Regions from separate parts of the Mus musculus genome. Here region 2 is linked to region 1. The links are chromatin contacts, called in public HiChIP or PLAC-seq maps. All regions are on one chromosome and are shown on one strand. The core of a region is the stretch at or near the end of the contact, and the rest is flanking DNA. Distances in the headings are between cores, read along the strand shown.

Evidence for each region. HiChIP or PLAC-seq counts read pairs in DNA pulled down with a chosen protein or histone mark.
Region 2: an H3K27ac HiChIP or PLAC-seq map of the NIH/3T3 cell line shows a contact between it and region 1, with 7 times the contacts expected there. The contact joins two enhancer-like sites. A contact is called at or near these places in 2 of 484 Hi-C or Micro-C datasets (liver and uterus), 5 of 115 datasets of contacts at active chromatin or transcription factors (the NIH/3T3 cell line, embryonic limb bud, embryonic stem cells and 2 more) and 1 of 9 other capture datasets (embryonic stem cells).

Annotation. Positions count from the first base shown.
Region 1 is chr4:84,083,683-84,091,586 of GRCm38.p6, reverse strand. All of the region lies in intron 1 of Gm33410 (a long non-coding RNA gene), which reads right to left. Among named protein-coding and RNA genes, the nearest start is that of Gm33480, 5.7 kb to the right of the region's middle. Within about 2 kb of position 3,161, at least 38 of the 459 cell types and tissues checked have an H3K27ac peak or open chromatin away from gene starts, as enhancers often do. A contact at or near this core is called in the NIH/3T3 cell line and uterus, where this site is marked.
Region 2 is chr4:84,632,728-84,640,631 of GRCm38.p6, reverse strand. The region is part of intron 1 of Bnc2 (basonuclin 2); the gene reads left to right. Among named protein-coding and RNA genes, the nearest start is that of Bnc2, 39 kb to the left of the region's middle. Within about 2 kb of position 2,766, at least 73 of the 459 cell types and tissues checked have an H3K27ac peak or open chromatin away from gene starts, as enhancers often do. A contact at or near this core is called in the NIH/3T3 cell line and uterus, where this site is marked.

The DNA of each region.
Region 1 (7,904 bases), core at 1,912-4,411:
AGGTCCTGCTCGCTTCTAACCATGATGGAATTGGTCTGCATGCCTGTGTGTCAGATGGATGTGAGGGTTTCTTTAGTGAACTCCACACTGCCTCCTTGAGGACAGATTTGTGGACAAGTGCTGTCTGCTACATGTTTTCAGAGACTCCTTCTTGGGGTGGTAGAGTATCCTGTTGTACTACTGGTTGGGTATGCTTATCTTACATGAGGGAACCTACAGTAGACAGAATTCTATTTCATGGCTTTCTATTAATTGAGCAAATGCGGGCTTCTTTGTGAACTAAGAGGAGGCTATGCTTCTGTGTGGCTCCTCATGCAGCAGGACTCAACTAAAATGTTGACATTTCAGAAGACCCTAAGCTCCAGAGACCTGCCTTATTTACCGTTGTATCCCATGGCTTGGACATTTTCTAGACCAGAGTAGGCACCATCTGATTGACTAATGCAAAGAAATTTCTATCACATGTCCCTACAGTCAGTTACATGTCCAAGGTAGGACAATTAGAATTTTTCCAATGTTTGGTGCACAGATGCAAAGACCAGTTGTCTCTCTGCTGACTCCTAAGCCCCCCCCCCCCTCACACACACACACTCAGATAGAGGAGAGAGAGAGAGGAGAGTAGACTTAACAATATAATCTGATTTTTGTGTATTTAGCTTCAGCTCAAGAACTAACCAAAAGTGTCTAGACTATGGGAACCAATACATCCCTTATTTATTTATTTGCTTAAGTTACTTTAGAAGCGAGGCTTCCATCACTTAAAACTGAAAGCAGTCTGACTGGTACACTTGCTTCTTACTATCCTATCTACCCTCAAAGCTCTTTTTCACATAATGCTAACAGCTGCTGTTTTCTTTACATTCAATGCAAGTGGATCTTCTAAATGGCTCTTTCCACACAATGGTCTTCTTGCCCATGCCTCCTCTTTGCCTTATGCAGAACTGCATTTAATCTACATACTGGGGGCAGATGTATTGCTTCTACTCACAGACCTAGAGAGAAGGAATTCTTCAAATTCCTGAATGCCATAGTTCTCACTGCTGGTAGATCTTACAACTCTACAATACACTATGCTGTGCCCACGGCCCACATTCATGTTATAGCCGACCTGGGGAGGATCCACAGCTCTGACTTAGCTCTACTGGCCAGCTCTCAACTGTAGGTGGCTTGTTTTATAAGAATGGAGCTGGACATCTAGAAGGCCAGTGAATAGTGAACAAGAGAGGGGGAAAAAGCAAAGATTCTGCAGACATACTGCCCATGGCTTTGCACACCCGTGGGTGATAGGTCCAGACTCTAAGGCTGAAAACGGTTCATATGTCACTTGCCCAGCAGTTGATATATTTAAGTGACAGAGTGAGTCTGTATAAGTGAGTGTGTGTGAGTTTTCTCCTTCTACTGAGTTGCCTTCTGGGGCCATATTCTGATTTGCTTTGTGTGGTCTAGACCACTCACCAGCACATTGACCACACAGTACATTCAAAGGTGATAGCACCGTGTTTGTCACCACTTTATACTAACATGAGGAGGGACTGTTATAAACCACCCCTTCCATTTGATGAGAAAATTGCTCGACACAGAGGTGTATACGAGGGAGGTTTGGAGTCCAGTGTCCTTCCTCTGCAGCCCACCCAGCCTCTGGGGCTAGAATGTGGCTGGGAAAGGCATTGTGTTCCCAAATAAGCAGGATGTCTCTGGCTGGGTGACAGCTCTTGACCCACCTCATTTTTGTTCTGCAGGTGTTGGAAAAAGGATGTGACCATCCCTAACCCTCAACAGGGAAGGGTGGAAAATGCTTCACTGTGCATGCATGAGGGTGTACATGTGTTTATGTGTGGTCCTTGGAGTAAGGGCTGGGAAGAGACCAGCCTGCAAAACAATATTAAGAAACCGAAACATTTTCCACTGAGAAATAGAATTACTGCCCCGTGGAATTCTTACCCAGCGTGAGAAGTGAGCAGTAACCCCTCCTTTTCATTAGTTAAACAAAGAGGTCTATTTTTCAAATGAAAACTTTCAGCATGGAAAACAATGGAATTCCCAGGGCTTTGTTAGAAGCAGGATTCTCAGTACACCGATTCTCAGTGCACCGATAAACATGTCTATGTGGATGTTCAGCGGCAGAGGGTGCCGGTGATACCCGATCAAATGATAGAACAGGTCTGGTAAAATGGATGACCAAGGACTTAGCTTCAGGATTCCCAGAACAATCCCAGGTAGAAAGGCCAACAGAGAGAATGATCCATGACCTGGGAAGAGGTCAAGTGTTCTGGAGAGAGAGAGACAGAGACAGAGACAGAGACAGAGACAGAGACAGAGACAGAGACAGACAGAGACAGACAGACAGACAGACAGAGACAGAGAGACAGAGAGAGACAAAAACACAGACAGAGACACAGAGAGAGAGAGAAAGACAGACACACACACAGAGTACTAATATTTTCTGTAAGTCCATTAAATGATCCCCTTTCTTCCTCCAAGGCAAGCATCTCCTTCTGGTCAGAAAATAATCTGCCAAATTAAGCCCTGCCTGATTCAGTAGGGTGTGTGTTCCAGCTTGCTGAACTCCTGGCCTTCAAAGTTCTTCCAAACAAAAACCATCTTCCCATCAGAGGCATGGGGTAATGCCACGGCTTCTCTTAAGGTGTTCCCGGGCACTTGCACCCACATGAGAGCAGCTAAGAAGGTGAAAGCACATTCTAACTCCATCACTTAGAAGTGTGTCCTGGGCTTTCTCTGGGCCTCTCCTTGCCCACCTGCAGATGGGAAGAGTAGTCCTACTTACAGCGCAGTTCACATGAAGATTAAATGCAACAGTGCTTACTTACAAAGCACTCAGTGCCCTTTCTAAAGAGAGGAAGAGCTTGATTGAATTGTGGCCATTGTTATCAAGTTAAAGGGACCTGGCATATGTTCACAGGCCGAAACATTTTAAATTAATAAATATCATTCTTTGAGGTTTCCACTTTCTCCATCTTGCTTGCAGAGAGCATGTTGTTTAAAAAAATAAGAAGCAGGCACAAAATAGGAGCTCTTCAGTCGGAGCTTCCTTCTCTAATCAGTCTGCGAATGTTTCGGGGAGTGCTCTATTTAACTTGGCTGGCCCCGAGTTTTGCCGTGAGTAATATGCTGGGCTTAATTTCAAACTCCACGCAGCCAAGATCACTGGATACTTGAGCTTCCCCAAGCTGAGTTGATACAGCTGCTCTGCCCCTGGTCACTGGTGAGCTGTCCCTGAGGATCCCAAAGAGTCTTAACATAAACAGGTCAGTGCGCGTGGGCCACCGCAACAGTAAAGGGCATGGATCGTACAGAGGAGCAACCATGGGAGGCAGAACTGGGAGACCGGGGGAGCTCAAAGGCAGAGTCAGGAAACACTGAGACGGAGAGAAGATGACAGACAGAGTGGAAAGGGAGGCCTCTGTGAGGCTTGAGGAGATCAGCGTTGCCCGAAGAATCCTGCAGTCAGGGAGTGCAGGAGGTGAGAAGAAGGTCCGCTTTATGATGCTACCATAATAATAAACGAAAGGTATTACCGCTTTGCAAGTGAGGATTTCTGACACCAGTTAGATGAGACGATGGATACTTGCCTTTTAAAGTATTGAGTATGGCTTTCTTTTAAACACAGGCTCCATTACAAATAAAACTGTAGAAACCAAATTCAATTTCGACATGCCGTCCCCCAGAAACTTAGCTCTGGTATAAAACAAGGCTTGTCAAGGCCGTGGAGAACTTAGTCTGTAGAAGGAGGGACAAGATTCGTGGACAAATGGAGCAGGTTAATTTGAGGCCAGTGTAACTTCAGTGGCAGCCGGGTTGGCTCACAGGTCCAGGAGGCTAATGACTACGGAGTGCTCACTTTCCAGCTAGGAAATGTCTCCTTGGCTTCTGAGGTAGCAACACTCTTACCTTAAAAGGTTTGGATTGATGATCTGGGCCTAATAAAAGTGGATTCTCCAGTCTGTTGGGAACAACAATCATTTCAAAAGTGAAAGATAATGAAGATGTTCTAGAAGCAATATGATTATGAATATACATTATAAATGATAATTACAGTTCACCATTTTGGCCTTCAGAGCCTCCCAACATTATAACCCAGTGCTGGTGATTCATCTTCTCTGTTCCCTTTTGAAGGAAAATTAGTTTCAAACTATAGATTTTCCCCTTTGGTCTGATTTGCGGTCAGTTCTGATTGAATTCTCCATCTCCTAAATATAAGTGTGGCATGGGGCTTTAGGTTTCGGTATGATCTGAAATCCGGGAGCTTCCGCATGCACTCGGCCCCTGAATTATACCTGGCTGGGCAGCTCACTTGGTCGTCTCAATACTATGCAATCGCCGAAGCACCCAACATTGTCACAGAAATAAAATTCTGATGTATAGATACACTTAAAGGATCAAATATCACAAAGCAACTCTACTTCAGACATGCAAGGTTGGTTTAACATAGAAATCAGTCAACAGAATTCATCAGAGTAACAGGATAAAGAAAAAATCATAACCATCTCAAAATATAAATAAAGAAAATATTTGATAAAACAGTATATCTTCATAATTAAAAATCAATTATCTAGTTGTGGCAATATTAGAAAAGAATACCTCAAACTTGATAGCATTTTAATAGTATTTTAAAATGAAATAATAGTATAAATACATTTAGCAAGATTTATGAACCTAATATCTGAATATGCAAACCTTACAGAGAGTGTTTTTTGTTTATTGTTTTCCCAAGACTTAAGCAATTTACCACGTAAGTGGGATTGGGAAAACATATATTGTAGAAATATTAATGATTTTCGAATTGATCTATTGCTTCAGAGTAATACCCATAAACATTCTAGCTTGTTCCTCTCCTCCCTTCCTCTGTATCCCCCTCTTCACTTCGTTTCTTCTTTCCTTTTTTTTCTAATTTGTGAAAATTATCAAGCTAATTCTAAACTTTATATGGAACTGCAAAAGATAAAACACAGTCTAGACAAAACCTAAGCAAAGGAAAGCAGAAAGTTCAAAGTTCAACGGTCCTTAAGGCAATGCAGAGTACAATCAGAGACACCTGGACTCATGGCGCAGACCTGAAAGTCCAGAAACAGAGCTCTGGATGAAGTATCTGATGTACAAGGTCTCACTCAAGGTTATGTGCAAAGAGTGGTCTCCTAAGGAAATGGTTCAGTTATGTGTATTCCTCAAAGAAAAATAATTGACTTGTGCCTATCTTACACCATTTTAAAAAGTCAATTATAGATGGATTTTGGGCCTAATGGGAAAAATTTAACAATAAAGCTTGTAAAATATGAAATAGAAAAATAGCCTCATGACCTCAGGGTGCGTTGTTCTAAACAAGCTGTAAAACTCATCAACCACAAGATGATTTTCTTAAGCCATTTTTCTTCTTGAAATTATGAACTTATCATGAATAAAGAAAAAAATAACCACGTGATTTTAAAACTTAAAATGGGTGGGAGCTACACTCATCTGTGATTGTGAGTAGGTATTTACATTCAGTTAGAGATTATACTGGTTTAGGAAACTAGCAGTAATAGGCTCTCCTCTCGGTTCCATGACCTCTCCAGCCATGAGGAGTTGGACAGGCTTATAGTGCCAGGATATAACAGCCACCACTGCACCTTTGGGGATGTCCTGCCTTGCTGGTCACTGTCCTGTCCATAGACATCACTGCTGGGGAGAGCTATCAGATGCTTTGCTTCCTTAGCAGTTTGTAGAATCCTTTCCGTACCATGAAAGGTAGTGCTTCATAAGGAGACTCTAGGTCATACCCAGATCAGTTCCCCCAAGCCCTGTATCCTAAGTGGCTGGTGCATTTAACAATAATCCAATATTCTTTTCCTGGAAGACAATAAAGCAATGACAGTAACCTATATTGTTTTAGAAAGTCTCTTGCACTTTGCTGACCAACAACTAGAAAGGAGTTCTTTCATGCCTGGCACTGGGGTTTTTGTTAAATAAATCCATGGTTTGGGGGAAGCATTGCCACACCTACTGGTATAACTAATACGCATATACAATATTTACGAATAATATATATATGTAATAATTTATATGGGCTTTTCCAAACATCCTTAGTGTTATTTATCTCTTCCCTGTCTCTTTGTTTTTTCCTCCCCAGGCAAGATTCCCCCCACCCATTTTCCTGTTTCTCTTTTGTAACAGCTGTGTCCTGCTATTTCTCTCTCTGGTGCTCTTGTATCTCCCCCATGCCACCCGTGCTATAACTGGTTTTTACTTTCTTGCTATCTACAATTGTTTCCAGTTATATACTTGCATCTACAGAGTCAGACTCACAAATAAGAGAAAGTGTGAAAGCCACACTAGTCAAGATGCAGAGACTGTAGGGAGCCTTCTCCCAATTAATACATTTACAACAGGACCACGATCTGTAAGACCCAGGGACCATCACACAAGAAGGTGTGGAGAGATTATTAGAGCCAGAGGACGAGGAGGACCAGGATATTTACCACAAGATTGTGTGTGTGTGTGAGAGAGAGAGAGAGAGAGAGAGAGATCAACATTAGACTTGAAGAGATCGGAAGGAACTGGGTAAGAGAAGGCTAGGGATGAATATTATCAAGAAATTCTCAAATAAAAATAGTTTTAAAAAGTAAAATGCAAGTACGAGAAGGTGTTTTATAATGTACATATTCTAGGGATCAGATGATGGCTCTGCAGATAAGGTGCTTGCTATGTGTGAGAACTAGAGTGTGCATCCCCAGAACCCATGTTCCAAAGTCCAGGTGGACCCCTGTGTGCTAAGAGGCCCTGCTGCAAGAATAAGTAACTGTGGAGTAGTCATTCAGTCCTAAGTGAATGCCCATTCGTTCATCCACATCAGACCCCTGCCCTGAAGGCTCAGGGATCATTCCAGAAAAGGGAGTGGAAAGAGTGTAAGAGCCAGAGGTGGTGAGGGTCTACCGTGAGAGGTGTTTTCTGGATACATTCCAGCACACACACGTACAGACACACACACACACACACACACACACACACACACACACACACACACACACGTACATGTGCGAAACCCCACAGTAATTGTGACAGTGTGCACAAGGTCTGTGCAGCCTCAAACCAGACAATATCCCAGCATGAAGTGGGGATGGGGGCACAAATTCCCATCCCCAGTTGAGGAGGTATTGGCAATGCATAGTTTGAGTGAGGGCGGGAGCACATCTTCCTTAAGGGTGTAACGTTGGGGTCTCCTGCTTCTGGGCAGGGCCCACATTCAGGAGTTTTTGGATAACAAAATTGGAGTTAGTGGGTTCAAAAGAGAAAGGGACACAGTGAGTGGGTAGGGAGAAGGGTTAGATTTGGAAACTGTGCAGGCGAATGCAATCAAATACAAATTCTCAAAGAATTAATAAAAATACTAATTTCAAAATGAGAGAACCTACCTCAACACATAAGCTGGAGAGAAATTAAGGAAGATAGCTGGCATTAACCTTGTTCCTGCTGAAGTACACATGCACACATGCACATATGCACACTTGCACATATGCACACATGTACTTGCACACAAAACACCCATTTGTAAGTATGCAAATACTTCTTATAGGTAGAATATTTAAATTTTTCTTATGTAAAACAACAATAGATAATACATTAATAGTGGACAAAATAATTGAATAATCTCTTCAAAAAATAAAATACCTCAATTTATTTAAAAAAAAATTGGAAAACATTGCAAATTCAGCGGTCCAGCCAGCTGCTGTAAATCGGAGGTAAATTGACAACCACGAGGATGTGAACCAGCAGGGATGTCACACTGTGAGCATGAAGGTTGCCAGGTACATCAGCAAAGGATCTGCGGTGTCTACTAAAGCTGATGTATGTACACCATATGACTCAACCATTCCTCTAGGAGCAGCCCCCCAGAAATGTATACAGACACC
Region 2 (7,904 bases), core at 1,517-4,016, 550 kb before region 1:
AGCATGTACATCTGAAGAGGGCATTGAATCTTTGGCAGCTTGAGTTACAGGCAGTTGTGACCCACCTGCCCCACAGACACACACATACACACATCAGGTGGCTTACAACTTTAACTCCAGCTGCAGATGTGTCTGCCATCCTCTAGCACCGCAGAGGAGGTCTATTGTGTACATAAACCCCTCCAGACACATATCTACATATAATTCAAAATCAAGTAACTAAACCAAGAGATCCAGTGCCCTACTGACCATCTCTGTCTGTCACTCTTTCCTCATCTTTGTGGCATCCAACATGACAGAAACAGGCTTGTTTGTGGCTTAGTATTCCACCATGGTGGAAAAGGTGTGGATCGCTGACCACTATGGCTCATGCATGATGGGGCATGTTCACATCTCAGAAGACCAGAAAACAGAGCGTGATTGGAAACTGCTTTGTCCTCAGTGGCCCTACCTCCCAGTGCCCCCTTCTACCAGTTAGACCCCACCTCCCTAAACAGCAAGACCAGCTAGGGATCAAGTGTTTAGAACACACAAGCCCACATTGGGGGCGCGGGGCATCGAGGGGGAAGGCATTTTACATTTAAATCATAATGCCATTCTTTTAAAGAGGAAAAGTGTTGCAAGTTCCATTTAAAAAACCTGAGAAGAATAAGAAATACTAAAAAAATGAGTACGAATGTTTCCAAGTGTTTTGGATACACAAGCTTATCCCTCACTGGTTCAATGCTAAGGATCAGGGAAAATGAGAATGGCTGAGAAAGAAGCCCGTCCGTCTTCCAGACACTTGGCACTTCATTTTACAAATGTGCACATTTATAATTTTGGCTTATAAAGGTTTTTAAATATTTGACTTTTTTATTTGAAAATCTTGACAGGCCTTTATGAAGTTTTAAAATCTGGTGTAGAAAGGTGGCTAGATTGGACTGTAATCATCATAAAGTGTGCCCTGCAAATTGTGCACACCCAGATGATTTCTGGTTTTTAGAGGTTGCCAATGGGTGTTTATGAATTGGACTTCGGCGAAGATTATTTTAGGTTGTCTAACTGGTCAAGAAGTTCAGTTTCTCTCACAAGGAAATGCCAGCGCTCTCCCTTGGAGGAGGAAACAGAGAAAGCAAGCGTTTCCCACTGTTGTGACCCTCTCCCTGGCTTCTTCCTGCCTGCTTCCAGTGGAGCCAGTTTCTGGAAGGCTGAAGCAGTGCCCTGCATTTCTGCCGCTCTCTCAGGCAGGCTTCCACGTTAAGTTTCTCTGCCTCCAAACACCCTCTGTGTCGTCTTCTGCCAGGTCACGGCTGTGAATTGGGAGTCAGTTGATGATTTACCCCATTTTCTGCTCTCAGGCAATAATTATTTTGGTTCCTCCCCATATCCCTTTTTGGTGATGGACTTTCAGAATCCAGATCACTTATGGGTCTCTCAGGAGGGGGAAGTTTGATGTTTAGAAGCTGAAGGGAGATTATAAGCTGGCAGTCGTCACCTTGGGTGAGAGAGTCAGGTGAATGCTGCCTGCCATTGGTCGGGCTGGTAGAATTTATTGGCCCTAGTGAATGTTAATCTTTGGCAATTTGAAGAACTTAAACATCACGTAAACAGTTGTATATCGTAACTGTATATCTTATAGAGATAATTATATTCCAGAGCAGTTATGTTCTGTGTCTAAACAATGTTAGAAAACCATTACAGTTTTTCATGAAATAAAATTGTGCAGGGCCTGAAAGAAAAGCTAGACTGTCCTGGCTGAACAGCTTTTGAAGGAGTCTAAATTTCCACACAGACTTCTGTAGTCTTGTCACAGACTCGAGCCTTCGTGTGGAGACGGTAGTGGATGCTTTACACATATGTAGGCAGGAGTAGGCAGCATGTGTTCCACACTGAGGGTCTGGCTCTTTCTGATTTTCTTTAGTGCTGTGTTTTTCGTTCCTCTGGGGAAATAAGTTAACCTATTTATGTTTATTCAGTATTTTTGAGCTTGGTTACTTAAAGAAAAAACATTTCCTGTTACTGTTTATATGAATATTTTTTGGATTTTGTACATTAAAATTAAAGTACCTACTGTGTGCTAGATATTAACAGAACTTCTGCTTTACTTCTGAACTTTTAACACTGAGCACAGATCTAATTTTTTTTGTTTTTTTGCAGTTATACAGGAGGGCAGGAAGTAAGGTGAAAATGGATTTTTGGCCCTTGTAGTTTTCTAGCCACTTCTGTGTATTTTATTTTAAAAAATATTTTTTAAAAAGTGTTTTGAATTAAGGAATCAACCCGCATGTCCAACTTGTGAAAAACTATGGAACCACACACCATCATCAAAAAGGGAACATTTGCTATCAGGAATGTGGTCCCTCAGTCACCTAATAAAAGGGCGGGCGCTTAGCTACACATGGGGGCAAAGAAACAGAACTCTTCACTTGATAGAGTGAGAGCAGTGGCCAGAGACAGCTCCCTACCCCAAGACAGAATGCTTCAGAAACATGTTGCCATTAATATTTAAGACAGAAAGCAGCATTCTGAGCCGCTCCTCTCTTCCCCTCTCCCCCCTCCTCTCAGCCTTCATGTTTTAGTTTGCTCCCAAATGCTCACAAGTCCATGCCAGACGGAAATTCGCAGAGGCCACTCAGGAGGTGCTCAGAGGAACAGTCACACTCAGTCCTTCAGGCCTGGTGGGTCCTGAGTCCTCTGCAGCTGGGGACTCCCTGCCTCTGCGGCCTCTGCTGGAGCTGCAGCCCCTCCCCCCAGACTCTGGAGTCGCTTGGAGGCCATCTAGTCCTACGCTGTCCGTCAGATGTGTTTACTTTTTCCCTGACAGCCGACACATCTGGAGCACATATTCAGGTTACTCCAGTGCCACTAGACACATTCCACAAGATCATTTCAGCGGTTGTTATGGCGATCTTCCTCCCTCCAGTGATTTTCAAGTTGCATGACAGAAATAGCTGGAGCTAACCAGGGGGACAAAAGTCAACGGGATCAGGAAGGGCTTCTTTCACAGAATGAACTAATTAGTGACCCTGCTTGCTTCACAGGGCAGTGAGCATATGGTTTAATAAAGTGAGCCTGTGACACTTTTTTCTCTCTCTCTCTCTGTCTCTCTCTCTCTCTCTCTCTCTCTCTGTAGGCAAAGCTGTCACTGACTGAAGACTGTTCTGTTTTTACTGGTGGGATGTAGTCTTCTATCTTTCAACAGAGTTTTCTTCGCAAGTAGAAAAACCATTTGCTCCTGAGAGTTAAACTTCAGAACTTTCCCTTGGCTTAATACTACCTAACTGCAGCAGGTCCTTCCACTTAAAGAGACAGTGCTCTTTTTCTGTGCCTGCAACTGAAAGGCTCTGCCTCACTTAAGTCTTTTCAGTTAAGGTTTTCTATCTGATAGGAATTGGTTCCTGGAGGGTTAGATAAATAAGATTCGTTGTTTATTGTGGGTTTCCTATAAAATGTGATCAATATTTCTCACTGGATTAGCTACAGATTTATTTGTTTCAGTGATTTTTGTTGAGTATAGTTATAGAAGGTATTATTAAAAGGTTTGGTTAAGCAACTCCAGTTCTTATCACATTTTAAGTAACATGCAGACTTCTGGTTATAATTCAGTTTTTTTCCCCCTCTGAGGCTTAACTTTTTACATTTTTTTCCCTAGGTTTCTGACAACTTTATAGCATAAACACATCATTGTAGACATTGGAATTTAGACTTGAGATCATTTGTATTATGAAGTAGAAATACTACTTGTAGTTAATAGTGGATGTATAGTACTACAAACCAGTGGCATTTGTGATTGTACATGAAAAGTATAAACATGCCTTAATAAAATATCTTCAGCTAAACAGCTTGAGAATATGGATTCAGGGACTCGGGGAGATGGCTCAGTGAGTATGGTGCTTGGTGTGCATGCATGAGGGGCTGGGTTTGAATTCTGTAGTGGGAGGAGGCAAACAGACAGATGGATCATGAGGACTTGCTGACCAACTGCCCAATTGAACCAGCCAGCTCCAGTTGGAGAGACCTTGTTTCCAAAAAAGAAGATGAAGCTGGAGAGTGACGGAGAAAAACACTTCACGTTGATTTCTGGACTCTACATGTGCATATACAGTCAGACTGAGTTTACAGTGCTGTTGATTATAACCTTCCTATTTATCAAATGATTTTCTTCTTTCTTGCTAGTATTCCTGTACTCTTAATTGGATCTTTGGAAGTAGAGCCAGTTGCATGTACTTTGTACTTTTCAACTACTACAGAGATCCCCTCTGTACACTTGAGCCCACAGTGGCTTCTTGCCTTTCTTGCTCTTCCACCAACATCCCTGGCTTTCTCATACATACCACATTTTTCCGTCTAGTCCCCAGGCATTAGAGTCATGTGAGCAGCAGGTCTTCCATTTCCCTTATGGCTGAAACGCCTGTGTGTTGACTGAGCTCTCTGCATCTTGAATATATGACAGTGGGAAGCAAGTAAGAGAATTAGAGCTGGACTCTCTTGGCCATGTTGACTTAATTCTTCACTCTTAATTCATCTGTTTAATGTTCTCCCCTCTTTCCCACCCCCATCAAATTCCTATTGCATGGGTCCTGCTGAGGCTGGTCACTAGGCTGTTCTCAGGAAGGGTCGAAGGACACTAAAGGTCACATAATTAGATGAGAATTTAATTCACAGAGACCTGCTTTTCACCTTTTGTGTTTCTGCTAGTTACACATTATTAACTGTGGTGCCTTTCAGGGCCTCAATTGTTTGGGTGAGTATGTATCAAGCAGGACTAAAAGTCAGCTAGGAATCCTGAGAGTGACTGTAAAACGATGTGAACCTCTCCAGATGTAACTCTGAAGAAGTTAACCCTGATGCAGTTCAAGTGTTGTACGTAGTCAGTGTTGTGGTGGCTCTCTCTAAGTTTAACCGGTATTGGTTACTGCCATCACAGCACTTCATGCCGCTTATTCGTGAACTAGAAGAAGACAGAGAGCGCACTTGTTTTAACCCGTGGTTTGTTTGGATGCAGGTGAGGAAGCCAGCTTGTCTCTGTAGCACAGTGACATCTGTATTATATATAATGATGTCGGTTGAGATTTCATACTTTAGTGGCCCAGTGTATACATCTGACTGTCCTGCCATCTGTCTTTACCGTGTGCTTTCAGTAGTTTGTTGTCCTGTTTTTAAGGCTTCATCTAGTACAAAGCTACTTTGTTCCCAAGGGGTTATTCAGTTTCCCGTGGTGAAATACCCATGCCTACCAAAAATGGCACTTGTTATTCTTATTTCAGTCATTTCTGCCAAACTTTGAAAGTGAAGGGGTCCCACAGCAATCTCTATATTTTATAAAGAACCTCCAGCTGCAATTTTCTTTGCATTTTTCCTTTAATGCTCTAGTATATGGCAACCAGCTTAATTCAGTCAGGCAACCACTGTGCCAGAGCAGTCAGCCTCTGTGTGATAGCTAAACAAATAGTGGATTCAGTGTGGCAGTGATAATCTCAACTTACAGGACTGTCTCAGTTGTGAAATGTTTGTGTTACGGATGACATTTTTGTTGTTTCTGTTACAGTCTGACAGCTGAAGATGCTTTTAAAACCTTCTAGTCACTTAGAGCAGAGCTATGCCGCCCAGGCTCAGTGATTCTAAAAGGCAGGGCCTATCCATCCATCACAGCAGCAGTGAGGCTCTGGGTTAGGGGGGTAGATTGAGGGGTGAGGGAGTGAGACAGAGAAGAGGGGGAACTGCTCTGTCCAGTTTACATTTGTCACCAGTGACTAGCTTTTAAAAAATGTATTAGCTGTGTATGGTGGTAAGTAAGATCCAGCTGCAGGGGATTACTGCTTTGAGTGGGTCGGGGAGCTTGGAATGCATTCAGTTCCATCAGGGGATTTGTGTCCCTCGTCATCTGCCTGAACATTGCTAAAGCAGTAAAGATTAAGAACAGACCAGTGTCACCTGCCTTGAACTTTGAAAAACCCTGGAGCTATTAAATAAGTAGGGTGGTGGTTTAGCAAGTGTCCCTTTTCTGTGTCCCAAAGTGTTTTTCAAATGACATACATGAAGTAAAAGGAAACACATCTGTGTGCTCAGGTGAAAGGCTGTATTGTGGTTGACTGATTTCCACAACTTGCTGAACCTGGTGCAGTTGTGATTTACGATGAAAACCCAGCTTTCACAAATAACTTTCTGCTAATGAACATTTTTGTGAGATGGGTTCCAAACCAAGATGAACAGTCAGTAGTTAGGAGGGAATGTTTCTGAGAGATTCAGCCTCACTCCATAGGAGAAAAAGCCTTTGCTTGGTTTGGTTTTGGTGACTCTCCCCTCCCCCTGGAAGAAAGTTAAGAGAACACCACAAAGGTTTGCTTTTCTCAGGGATTTTGAAATTCAGCATTCATGCCAGCAAGCAGTTTAGAGGCAGGAAGTCTTTCCTAGTAGTGCAGTCATGAACTGGTAAACTAGAAGCATCTGTAAAAATTTAGAGGGAATATCAGCTTTCTCAAAGCTCCAGCCCAGTGTAATGAGGTGCAAATGACAGCACTGTGTAACCTTCCCCACCCCAATTGTGGAATGGGATGCAGAGACCAGAAATGCAGAGGACAGGGATTGCAGAGAGCAGAAATGCAGAGCACAGGGATTGCAGAGAGCAGAAATGCAGAGCACAGGGATTGCAGAGCGCTCCCTCACTGCAACACATTTCATTTTTCAGATGCATAGGCTTTCAGATGACCAAGGATAACCTCAGCTCCTAGGGTCCACCAGGTGTAAACAAGTGATTTTCTGCTCAGCATCTCTAGGTGCCACTTTGGAAAAGTGGTTGTTTGAGGGTCTGGGCGTGTGAAATGATACACCTACTTATCTGACTGAGTTAACAAGAGTTTTTAGTTTGAAGTAAACTTCAGCTGATTTGTATCTCTGGCAGGCATTTCTTTCTTCAAGGGGGAAAAAAAAAAGAGGGATAAGGGAAAAAAAGTGATTTGTTTGAAGAGGCACATCTGGGGTGTGATCTGCTATATCGTAACACCAGATGGCAAGTTTAGGCTGACAGCTGAAGCCATGTTAGCATGGTCAGACTGGATCGTAATGTGTCGCAGCCCCCTTCCCCATCCTGCCTGTGCACAGGAAGTACAACAGTTATTCGCACCCTGGGCTAGCAGTCATCTTGCGTTTTTGGCTTTGGATGCTCCTTCTGCTGTTTATAGACAAGGCTGGCTTTCCTTGGCAACTCCTGAAACAAGTTTCCTCTGCTCATGCCATTTCAGAACTATGTTTTGTTGAGCCACAAAGGTGTGGTGCCTTAAGGTGGCTCATGCTTGTCACGACAGGCATGGCTTTAGCCCGGCTGAGTGGTGACTAGAAGTGACAGCGTGGGTTTGAGGTGCCTCGGGGCCTCTCTGTTAGCGCTCTTGCCTGAACATTGAGAATATGAGGGTGCCCTGGAACACCTTTGCTCATGTAGAGTTAACAGTTAGGAAGAGCATGGCTCTGAGGGGGCTGAGGACAGGCATGTGGGTTTGTACCTCTTTATTTTCTCGCAGGAGATGTTACTAGGGAGGATTACATATGTGGCCTTTGGGACGATAGAATGCAAGCTGAGCAAGGGAAGCCAGGAGCCACAGAAGGAGGAATGGCTGAAAATCACAGATGGAGATTGTAGGTTTTTGTGTTAAATACTTGCTACATGTGTCAAGCTGACAAAATGTTTACAGATAGTTTTAAAGACCCACAAAACAAAACAAAACAAAACATGGGAAACCTTCACTTGACACTTCAAATGAGCCATACCTGGTACAGTCTCCCTTATAGTCACTTGATTTATAGCTCTTCAGTAGCAACAGTCAGAGCCTGTATTTGGTATTGATCGACAAGAATTCTCAGTAGCTTTTTATTACCCCCCCCAAATCATTGGGTTTTATTATAAGTTCCAGGAATTCTTAGGCTTT